Linked DNA regions of Drosophila melanogaster: region 2 is linked to region 1. Evidence: chromatin contacts called from public Hi-C data. All regions are on one chromosome and are shown on one strand. The core of a region is the stretch at or near the end of the contact, and the rest is flanking DNA. Distances in the headings are between cores, read along the strand shown.

The links. Hi-C and Micro-C count contacts between places; a contact is called where the count stands out from the background.
Region 2: a contact with region 1 is called in a Hi-C map of the Kc167 cell line, with 2.3 times the contacts expected there. The contact joins the promoter of Ids here to the promoter of lncRNA:CR43883 in region 1. A contact is called at or near these places in 2 of 107 Hi-C or Micro-C datasets (both in the Kc167 cell line) and 1 of 6 datasets of contacts at active chromatin or transcription factors (the Kc167 cell line).

What each region holds. Positions count from the first base shown.
Region 1 is chr3L:818,352-824,021 of dm6, forward strand. lncRNA:CR43883 (long non-coding RNA:CR43883) reads left to right here and starts at 2,408. Exons shown (of 1, transcript NR_073908.2): 1 at 2,408-3,161.
Region 2 is chr3L:3,374,829-3,380,498 of dm6, forward strand. Ids (Iduronate 2-sulfatase) reads left to right here and starts at 3,440. Exons shown (of 4, transcript NM_139557.2): 1 at 3,440-3,660; 2 at 3,723-4,743; 3 at 4,795-4,968; 4 at 5,036-5,255. The coding sequence starts at 3,457. The coding sequence ends at 5,175. It overlaps CG12012, which reads left to right and starts at 1,929. Exons shown (of 2, transcript NM_001300000.1): 1 at 1,929-2,119; 2 at 2,171-3,164. The coding sequence starts at 2,053. The coding sequence ends at 2,472. CG12010 reads left to right here. Exons shown (of 3, transcript NM_168030.2): 1 at 1-348; 2 at 406-1,206; 3 at 1,263-1,821. The coding sequence ends at 1,759.

The sequences.
Region 1 (5,670 bases), core at 1,158-3,657:
CGTCTCGGCGGCAGCATTGTGTAATTTATATGAGCCGGGCCAAAACGAAGGCGTTCGGCTGCACTCAGAGAAATATGCCCCAAACATAAAGCACTACTACTCAGTAGTTGCATATTGTTTCTATATTTTATATAAATTCTCCCCCCTTTATAAAATTACAACAATTAGCCGGGAAGATCATTTTCACAATTTTCACTTCGACTTAAAGTATCCAAATTATGAATATCTCTTGCTTTGCGGCATCAACTTGGCTAATTACTCATTCGTAGCTCTGGGCAACGAAAGTGGACCTCGAGTGTCTGGATTTCTTTTCTGCGAGTGTGCCGCACTGGCCATTGCCGCGGACGACTACGTGACCTCCAATTTGGGATCAGTTTCATGTGCGTTAAAGTGCACATGCTGAACCCCCCCTGCCTGCGATTCGGTGTGGTCCGCCTTTGATGTAGACAGCCGTGCCGCCTTCTACAGTGGGACACCCGAGCCGAAAAAAAAAGAAACCAGGTCCAAGTCCAATCCATGCGAGCGGGGCCAAAACACTCGGGCACAGTGCCGCCCGAAAGTTTATTCATATGCTAATTTGGCTTAACGCTAACACACAGAATATGGACACTTGTCGCGCTTTCTGACTTGTGGCTTTTGCAGAGGGGCTCCGACAAATATCCAATTAAAATTGCTCAGCGCTGCGACAAATATTGACTTGCGGCTTTTCGGCTCTTTCATGTGGATGCCACTCCCTTCGGCTGGCGAAGAGGGGCAAGCTGGAGTGGGGAAACGGATGATTACTTTCATATGGAAATCGAGTGACAGGCGGTGCCTGATGGGTGCCTATAGTCTACATATTGGTACTTACTATATTTTTAAAGAATATTCCACTCGCATAACTTATACTGATTTGATATAGTTATTTTTGAGGTCTAATAGTCCCACTTCCTGCTGTCCATGTTAGCCAAGTTAATGACTCACAGCCTCGGCAATCTCGACTTTTCTCCCATGTTTCGTACACTTTTGGCCATAAAGAAAACAAAGTCGAAAATGTCTGTGCCCGCGTACAACTCTTTCAACCGCCGCTCGGAGGTCCGCTAATTAAGTGTGGAATGTTACAAATCCCCCCAAATCACTCGAGGTGGCCACAAATGGTCATTGAATGTTAGGGTCTTAATGAGCCACAAGCCCAAGCCAAGCAGTTACATTATATAAAAAGAGGGCAACAAAAGCTATCAACACACATGTGCGTGGACCATGGACCACGTTGCGGGTGCGTAGCTCCAAAAAAAAAATTGATTACAGTGAAGCATGGCCAAAGCGAACAGAAATGATATTTCAAGTATCGGTCAGGTGAGCCTCGATGGAAGTTAAGTAGTTAAATCTTGTGACCTTCTTATTCCTTGAAAAGTCCAACTTAGCGAAACTCGACTGTATTTTTGGGGGACTTGGACTCGGTCCAGCTGAGTGTGATTATCGTGGCCATTGTTGCCCTCCGGTTTAATGTGATCTCATGTTGATTGATTGAGCACACCTGTGTGAAAGACGAGCCAAGTTCGCTCGCTTTTGTTTCACTCCCATAATGCCCCCCCAAAAAAAACCGATCTTGATGAATTGGATTGGATTGAAGTGGACTGGAGTGAAGGAGAAAGCTTGGGGCTTCCAGCACGAAGCTTTCATCTGGGCCTTTGTGTTATGCAATTGTTAACATAGAAACCGAAAAACCAAAAAAAAAAAGGGGGCAGCAATAATTATTAGGGGCCAAAGCCAAACAAAAGCGTTGCGTTTTTGCTCCTCCGCGCTTCGCTGACTTTTTGACGGACAGTTGCCGCAGTTGTAGTTACTATCGCAACTGCCGGACATTGTGGAGCTGCATGGGTGGCTCCACAACACCCCCTTCCCCCGTCCCCGCCACTGAACCCGCAGTCGAAGCCTTTGTTGCTGCGCCCTGCAATTTGTATGAATTTCAAATTTCTTCAGCATTGAATATGAAAAAAAAAACCCAGTGAAAACAGCCGCTCGACCGACGCAGTCAAGCAGTTTGAATGAATAATTTCCGCAGTTGCTGGTCGTCTTCCGCTGAGCCCCGTCTACAAAGATTCTGCCAGCACTGAAAGAAAAAAACTTATATATTATATATATTCATAAAAAAGAAATCAACACATTAAACTGACTTTCTATCTATAAGGTTGCATGAAAGTGGGTTACTTTTTGGATCATATCTAAGCATAAACATAAGCATTTTTTCCTCCCCATTCCTAACCGACTTTTCTCCAAGTGCACAGCTGCGGCTGTTTATCATTGTTGCGTTCTCTGCGCCAAATGAAAATGAACACGTGCGTCCGGTTGCTGCGGCTCAGCTGCTGCTGATGAAAATAAATACAAGTATGTGGATACCGTGCCGCATTCAGTGGCACCCAGTGGCACCCAGTGCCACCAGTGGCAGAAGCTCCGCAGCCATTCAACAAATTTCACTTTATTGATGGGCACTGCACTTGAATTGCTGGGGCATCGCAATCGCGACGGCCACCTAAGCAAACACAGCCGATTTGCCACGCTTGGCCGCACAACGAGGCGTATGCGTGATTTGGCATTAGCATTAACATGGGCAACAGCTGTTCGATCCAAGCCAAAGATCACACAACTTGCTCCACCTGGATTTTAGTTCAGCCCCACTGCAGTTCGCCTTGTGTTCGCCGTTCAAGTCCGCAACTTAAATGCTAAGTGGGCAAAAATGCGTGGAGATGACATTCGCAGTGCACTGAAAAAAAAAGAGGAAGAGGAATGCTTAAGGAAAATGTGAAGAAATTCTCTAAATTAATTTTAACAACATATATTTGCATTGGCAACGAGGTGCAGCCAACTGTGCAGTTTCAGCTCTGCGGAGTTTCCTTCTGAAGCAAGAACATCACTTCAACAATGATTAAGCCTCGACTGCATGTATGTATGTATATCACACATAAAATGAGTGTACAGTGCTCATACATATGTACATATATCCAAAAGCCCCATGTTGATTGCTCAGCGGAGCTTATCTGGAGCGAAATGACCCCAAAAATGCGATGGCAAGCGGCAACAAGGAGTGAATTCGTCACGGATTCGACCCTGAATTTAATGGTTCACAGATTGCCATTTGTCGTGGTCAAATGATTTGCAAATTACATTTAATTCATTTTGGTAATTGAGTTGGGCTTAATTTTTATTTTCATAATGAAAACTAAGGAAATCATAAGTTCAAATAAAATAAAAGCGAACTGAAAAAAACACAGTTCCACGAAATATTTGTAATCACATGGGGCAACTCGAAAATAGAGCACTAACAATCAAAAATTGCACAATTCAGGAATTTTGGGAAAGGCAATTCCAAAACGGAAAACCAACTGGCCGCACATGCTGCTCAGCTGTTTGCAATTACTTTTTGGAAGTAGCGGCGACCACCGCGTCAGAGATACAAATCAAAGACATTGCCACAGTTGCGTAACAGTCGACACAACCCCATCCAGTCATGGGACCCAAGATCTTTGCCTCTGGAACTGAGAACGAGCGCCTCAGGTGGCAGGAAAGTGAGGATGGACTGCAAGAATGGGGCTGCCTTGCGCCGGAACTAAGCGACTTCCGCTCGAAGTCGAACAGCCGTTCACCTTCTGGTGATTTCATGTAGCTATGCACTGAGAAAAAACTCTGCACACAACTGGGGATTGTGAATTAAACATAAGATATCTGATTTCATGCAGTCATGCACTGAAAAAAGCCAAAGATCACAATTGAAACTAGAAGATCTTGAAATGTGTATATATATCTTATATCTTATGAATAGTATACTATATAGTAGTTGTTTTTCTCGGTGCCCAAGTGTGCGATCCTCATGCTCCAGATCGACAAACAACACGTGTGACTGATGGAGTGAACGAGTGAGTGAGTGACTGGCTGGGCAAGTGAGTGAATGAGTGAATGAATGAACGGATGGATGGACGGACGGACTAGCTGGTTGGGGGATTGGGTGAAGTGAGCAGCTAGTGTGGGGCAATGGCAATCAATGTAATGTTTATGCCGACGCTGGTGCCCGGGATCCCAAAGATCTGGGGACGGAAGACACAGAGACTCAGATTCAGGACCACAAATTGCTTTCAATTATGTTGCATGCGACTGTGCTCCCGTTTTTATGCCTCATTGTTGACGTGTCTCCGTTGGCAAGTTTTTACCCTCCTCCATTAACCAGGCAGCCAGTTCCATCGTTTCCATCGCTTCCATCGCTTCCATCTGGGCCATGTTTCGTGTTCTGTGCTGATGATCTCCGTGTGCCACTGATCAAGTTACCTTTAGTATATTTATCTTGCGACTGTGGCAACTGCACTCTCGACAGCACCATTATTGTCCCCATCATCGCAGTACGATGGCACTGGAAGTGCTCACAAGTAACCTAATTTTAAATTTTTATTTGGTATCGAAAGGGTTAAGGAATTTCATGTTAATTAGGCCAATATTTGTGGTTTTTTGTTGGAAATGTTACAAATATATCAATTTTGTGCTGCATAAATGATAATCAATCCCATCCACTGTGCCACACTTTTTGCTTTTATGACTTTGATTTTAAGCATCGGTTTCAGCATTAAAATGTTCCATTATAAGACCACCGCCCCGATGATCCTCGCCAGAACCGCAGCAAATTACTTGCGGAAGTGCGCCACGCCCACTAAAGTGCCCGTTTGACTCATCGTGAATGGAATGGAATGGGGATGTGGAGCTGGTGACCATGTGGGATTTTGCGATTGAGTTACTCGGCGCAGCGTCATCATCATTATCATTATCGTCCTCGCTGTGATCCGCTCTCGGGGATCGGATGCGGATCGTATGGCGATCCCTCAGCTGCGTGCAAATGTGTGCTTTTAAAAACAAACTAAAGTGAAAATTATGTCAAACCTGTTGACCGACCAGCCGGTCGTCGTTGGGATCTCGTTGCCATTCTCGTCGTCTCCATCTGCATCTGGATGGGATTCTGAGTGCCGATCTCCTTTTAGCATTCAACTGGAATTGAGTAATTTGTTGCAGAGACAATTAGATGCAACAGATTGTTGACTAAGTGACTGGAACGTTTACAGTTGAGTTCGCCGGTGAAAGGAAGTCGAGCAGTCCGATCCCATGAAGATCGGATTTTGGCCTGGGGGCGAACAGTTGGACGAGCCGCTGACAGGCTGGCCAAAGAACAGGTACTGACAGAAATTTCGGATCGCATTAAGAACAAAGAACCATAGAAAGAAGAATATGTAAGGGAATTTCTCCAAGTGCAGGCTGCTAAAGAGAGAGAGAGTTCATTGGAGTTCACCAGGCAGCGAGTGAAATGAAGATGCCACCGCAACGAGGAGCCAGCGATTGGTTCGTCCCTCCTCGTAGCATTTCATAATTTTCAGCCAATTATGCGAAATTGCCAACGTCTGCGGGGCTGGCTAGCTGAAAAAAGCAAACAGACCTTGGGCCGAGTTAATGACATTGAATGGGGTCAGCTCCCAAGAACCACAAAATAAAAGCCGCAAAAGCAGCGACGACGAGCTTGAATCATGGCGAAAGATTGCTGACAGCAATCAACAGTGGTGGACTGGTGGACTTGTGGCTCTGCCGCATGTGAGTGTCACTCTGCCCCTTCGCAAACCCAACCCATTCCCACCACCCCTTTCGACAATCATCATCATC
Region 2 (5,670 bases), core at 2,190-4,689, 2.6 Mb after region 1:
ATGCTGAGCTACTCCTGGCGGACATACGCCTGGGAATGCCCTTTTCTTTAGATTTTATCTTCAAGTATTTGCCACACAGCTTCGAGCGACCCATGGAGCAGTTGGAGAAGCTCCTGGAAACCTCTAAAATCAGCTTTTCGCATAGATTTCCTACTACAGCATTGGTTGTGGGTCCGGTGGACTGTGGAAAAAGTGGTCTACTCAGTGAGTTCCTGCGTCGTCATAGCTGCAACTGTTTTTACATTACAGCCAGCCAGGTGCTGCGCTCATATCCCGGCGAAACCGAAGAGGAGTTGAGGAGGATCTTTCAGGCTGCTCAGACTTTCAAGGAGAAACTACGTCCATTATGTAATTTTCACAGTGTTTGTTTTACGTTTGAAATATTAATTAGTTTTATATTTATAGTGCCAATTGTAATCCTCATTGAGGATCTGGAGCTGCTCTGCCCCTCAACGGCTGTCGCAGATGCAAAAAACTCTAGCAATAGCCTACGAATTTCAGCTGAGCTCTACAAACTGCTAGACGCACTTCCTCGAGGCATCATATGTCTGGCAACTTCTGGTGTCCCGGACTCCTTGCATGAACATGCGCGCAGGCGGTTCGTCCGAGAGGTGACCATTAATATGCCCAGCGAAGGGCAGCGCAGACAACTCGTAGAGCATCTCTGCGAAGTACACGAGCTGAATATCTCACAGACTTTACTCGAGCATATAGCGAGAAACACTCAGGGATATGTGATAGCGGATTTAACACTACTCCTGCGCCGCGTTCAACAGCAACTCTTAACAAAAGACGACTTCGACATAGAGCACATTTTCCTCAAATCCCTGTCACAAACTCAACCGAGTGCATCTCGATCCACAGATGTGCGGGTCTCGAAGATGACGGCTGGGTTTGAGGTTATCGGAGGCATGGAAGCACTGAAACGTACCTTGCAAGTCTCCGTTCTAGCGGGTATAAGACAAAGTGCCGCTTTTGCTCGATTCGGACTAAGTTTGCCCAAAGGAGTGCTGCTCTATGGACCTCCAGGATGTGCCAAGACCACCGTAGCCAAGTGCCTGGCCAAGGAAGCTGACATGACCTTCATTGCTACGTCGGCGGCGGAGGTGTACTCTCCCTACGTCGGTTGCGCGGAAAGATTTATATCGCGAATCTTTGACACAGCGCGAAAAAATGCACCCTGTCTTATATTTCTAGATGAGATAGGTGAGTCGGATAAGCTTAATTTGCCATAAAAATGATTAATCCACTTAATTTTATAGATTCGCTTGTTGGCAGAAGGACGGTCTCAAGTGGCGGAGGTGGTGGACAAGTTCAGCTGAGGATTCTCTCCACGCTGTTGACCGAAATGAATGGCATTGTGGGGGGTGGTAGTCAGCAACATATACTTGTCGTTGCAGCCACCAATCGACCGGATATGATCGATGATGCCCTACTGCGACCAGGACGCTTTGACAAGCTTATCCATGTACCAGCCCCAGATGAGAAATCCCGCCTGGCTCTGCTAAAACTCCACTCCCAGCGCATGCCTTTCCATGAAAATGTGTTTCTCCAGGAGATTGCTGCCCGAACAGACCGGTATTCTGGAGCGGATCTGTGTAATCTCTGCAATGAGGCGGCTATCGAGGCTTTTCAACGTGACTTTAAGGCCACGGAAATTGAGCTACAAGACTTTGAAAAAGTTCTGACCAAGCAGAAATCCTCGCTCACTCAAAGCCAAATAGATGGCTACTATAAGTTTGCTTATAGGTTCTTATAGAACAAGATGTATGTGCAGTTGCATTTGTTAGTTTTGCATAAATAAATGTATTTTAAGATGTTAAATCGTAGAATTCTTTGCTCAAATTCAAACTACTGATTTACGATATGTACTCCCGCGACCACGATTACCAATCGATAGAATAGTCGCAGTCAGCTGTTGCAACGATAACTGATTGCGGCAAAACAAAGAAAACGCAGAGAAAAAGTTAACGCAATTAAACGTAGTAAAAAAGCCTAGACTATTTTCATAACAAGAAGCAGTGAGTCACAAAAAAAAGCTTTCCGGCCACAATGGCAGATACCCGTAAAGACGCCGCGCCGCCGAGCTACGAAGAAGTCATGAACAGTCCCTCGCAGGGTAAGTAATAGGCTCACTAAAGGCATCCAATTCAATGCACATCTTTTTTAGATTCCCGGCTGATAGTGGGCGTGCATCAGGGAGCACCTAGTGCTCCGCCACCAAACATGCACATGCCAACCTACGGAGCTTTCGAGACGACGCCGGTCAGCGTGGTGATTCAGCCTGCTCCGGTCGCTATGCCCACCGAGATCATCGTGATTGGAGGATGCCCTGCATGTCGGATTGGATACCTGGAGGACACCTTCTCCGCCTGCGGACTGTGCTGCGCAATCTTCTTCTTCCCGCTGGGAATTCTCTGTTGCTTGGCCATGCGTGAGAAGCGCTGTTCCAACTGCGGAACGGTTTTCTAGAGGGGATTACCCAGAAATTATCCATAAAGAAACGCTAAAAGTTGATCCCTATTAGGCTTTCGCGGTGGGTGACTATCACAAAGCACCAATATTTTTGTTATTGTTAATCGTTAGCTCGCAAATCATTATATACTATGTGTAAATATTATTCATGCCAGCCTGCGGAATGCCCCCGATTCCATTCCAGTCCCTGTCCGGAGAATGGTCATGTACAGTGAAATATGCTAAACTCGAATTCAAATCAGTAAGCCCAGTTATGAAAAAAATGCTAAAAAAAATCAGTTGAACATGTTTTCCAATTGAATAGTGATTTGGCTTTTTACAAGGATTTTAAGTAACATAAGTTTTAAACTGCAAACAAAAGAAAAAATATTTATATATTTAAATAAAAGGTTTACAACATGTTTATTATATCTTAGAGTAATGGTACGCAGATATAATGACTTGGACGGTTTTAGATATGAACTAGGTTGTACAAAACTTCATTAGTTCTTGATTTGTGAATAATTTGACCCACTGTTGCATTTCGTGATTATAGAACTTTTACTGTACTTGTAAAATGTGCACTGTAAGCGTCGACGAGGCGCGCTTCCGTTAAATTCAATTGAAATATAATGGAGGGCGGTTTTGAATTGCGCCGCCCGTCCGATTTCTCTTCTCCATGCTCTTTGGACTTTACCGCGCAAAACAGTAAACAAGTGAAGTGTTTTAAATGAATTTGGGAATGACATAAATATACCCTTCAAATGCATCAGGAGATTAAAAGAAAAACCCTTCAAAACGCCATATTTTAGATATTTGAATTTTTGAATATATATAGATTACTTGATTTTCAAAATTTTTATAAAACCAAATGTATGAGCCGCTGATATACCCCCTTATCAGATTTCATGGGCACAGGGTAGCACAACAAATTCGCCGGCATCCACATCCGCCGTGTCGGCATCTTCGAGTCAACAGTTGTGAGCTTCCTTCGCCGTAGACATGATCACTGCTCGTCTCCTGCTCTCGCTGATGATGCCAGTGCTGCTGGACGCAGCTGCTCCGCCACGACGGCCGAATGTGGTGATGGTGATCTTTGATGATCTGCGTCCAGTTATTGGAGCTTATGGCGATACGCTGGCCAGCACGCCGTATTTGGATAACTTTGCTAGAGGAAGTCACATCTTTACAAGAGTTTACAGCCAGGTGGGCAGCCTGTGATCATTGATGTGCGGACCTAATAAAACACATATATATTGAATCTTTAGCAATCCCTGTGTGCACCCAGCCGGAATTCGCTGCTCACGGGTCGAAGACCGGATACTCTGCATCTGTACGATTTCTACAGTTACTGGCGCACTTTCACCGGAAATTTCACCACTTTGCCGCAGTACTTCAAGGAGCACGGATATTACACCTATAGCTGTGGAAAGGTCTTCCATCCTGGCCTCTCATCCAACAACACGGATGACTATCCCCTTAGTTGGTCGGCTCCAGCATTTCGTCCCCGAACCGAGCAGTTTATGAACTCGCCAGTGTGTCCCGATAAGGAGGGCATTCTGCGGAAGAATCTCATCTGTCCAGTGGAGCTACAAACTCAGCCGTACAAAACGCTGCCGGACATCGAGTCCGTGGCGGAGGCATTGCGCTTTGTGGGCTCACGGAGCAGGCACAGCCAGGAACCATTTTTTCTGGCCATGGGCTTCCACAAGCCGCACATTAATTTCCGGTTCCCACGGCAATTCCTTTCGAGATTCAACCTTTCCCAGTTTTACAATTACACGGAGGATAGCCTGAAGCCGCCGGATATGCCGGCAGTGGCCTGGAATCCTTACACAGATGTGCGGGCCAGGGATGACTTCAAGCACTCCAACATATCCTTTCCCTACGGACCGATATCCCCACTCCAGGCTGCTCAGATACGACAGAGCTACTACGCCTCGGTGTCCTATGTGGATGATCTGTTTGGCAAGTTGATTGGGGGATTGGATCTGGATGAGACGGTGGTGGTCGCTCTGGGGGATCATGGCTGGTCTCTGGGTGAGCACGCCGAGTGGGCCAAGTACAGCAACTTCGAGGTGGCGCTCAGGGTTCCACTGATCATAAGAAGTCCACAGTTCCCTGTCGCCCAAACGAAGTACTATCACGGGATCACAGAACTCCTTGATGTTTTCCCCACTTTGGTGGATCTGGCAGGATTACCCAAATTGGACAAATGCCAGAGCTCTCAGGAGTTGACCTGTGGCGAGGGAAAAAGTCTTTACCATCAGCTGATGGGATTGGGAAGGGGTAAGTTGCTTTGTATGTGATATATAATGTATTTAATGCAATCACTTCCAGCGGATGAGCACGTGGCTCTCAGTCAGTACCCAAGACCAGGAATGCTGCCCACAAAGCACCCGAACAGCGACAAGCCGAAGTTAAGGAATATAAAAATCATGGGCTATAGTCTCAGAACCGATATATATAGGTATACCATGTGGGTGAGGTTCCATGCGCAAAACTTTAGCAGAGGTAAGAGAATATCAATAGATTCAATTAATAACCATATTAATTATATATTAAATATAACTCCCTTCAGATTGGCACGATGTGTATGGCGAGGAGTTGTACGACCACCGCCTGGATTCGGGCGAGGAATTGAACCTGATGCCCCTGCCGCAGTTCGATGATGTGCGTCAGCGCCTTCGCCGGCGATTGATGGAGATGGTGGGCAGCTAGTGGAGATCGGCTGTCCCTTCCCCTTCGAATCCCTCTGATTTTGAATGAATTCATAAGCAATAAAGGCAGCGCGACAAACGATCTCGAGACGGCGAAATATCTTGTCGCCATAATTGGAATTTAATACTTCCGGTTGGGCAACAACGTTTGCAAGCCGCGAGACGCCCAGACATGCTGCATATTTTTCGCTGTAATTTCTGCGATGCCCCCGCCTTGGGGACCGCCTCACCCCCAAATCCCCCCGAGCCGCCCAACCAATCTATATATGCACAATATACAATCCGATCCACTGCGAGCCGCGCATGCGTGACTGGTGTCCATTGCCTTTTTGGCTTCGTTTTTGTGGATTTTTGTGAATGAAATGAATGAAATTTCATTCAACGTTGGCGGCGCGCGTCTCGCTGCGTTGGCGTCGGCAGCGCCGTCGACGCCCAAATCGGGAGAGGATGGGGAGAGGAGAGGGGGCTACGTTGGCGACTCTTTTTCGAGCTTTCA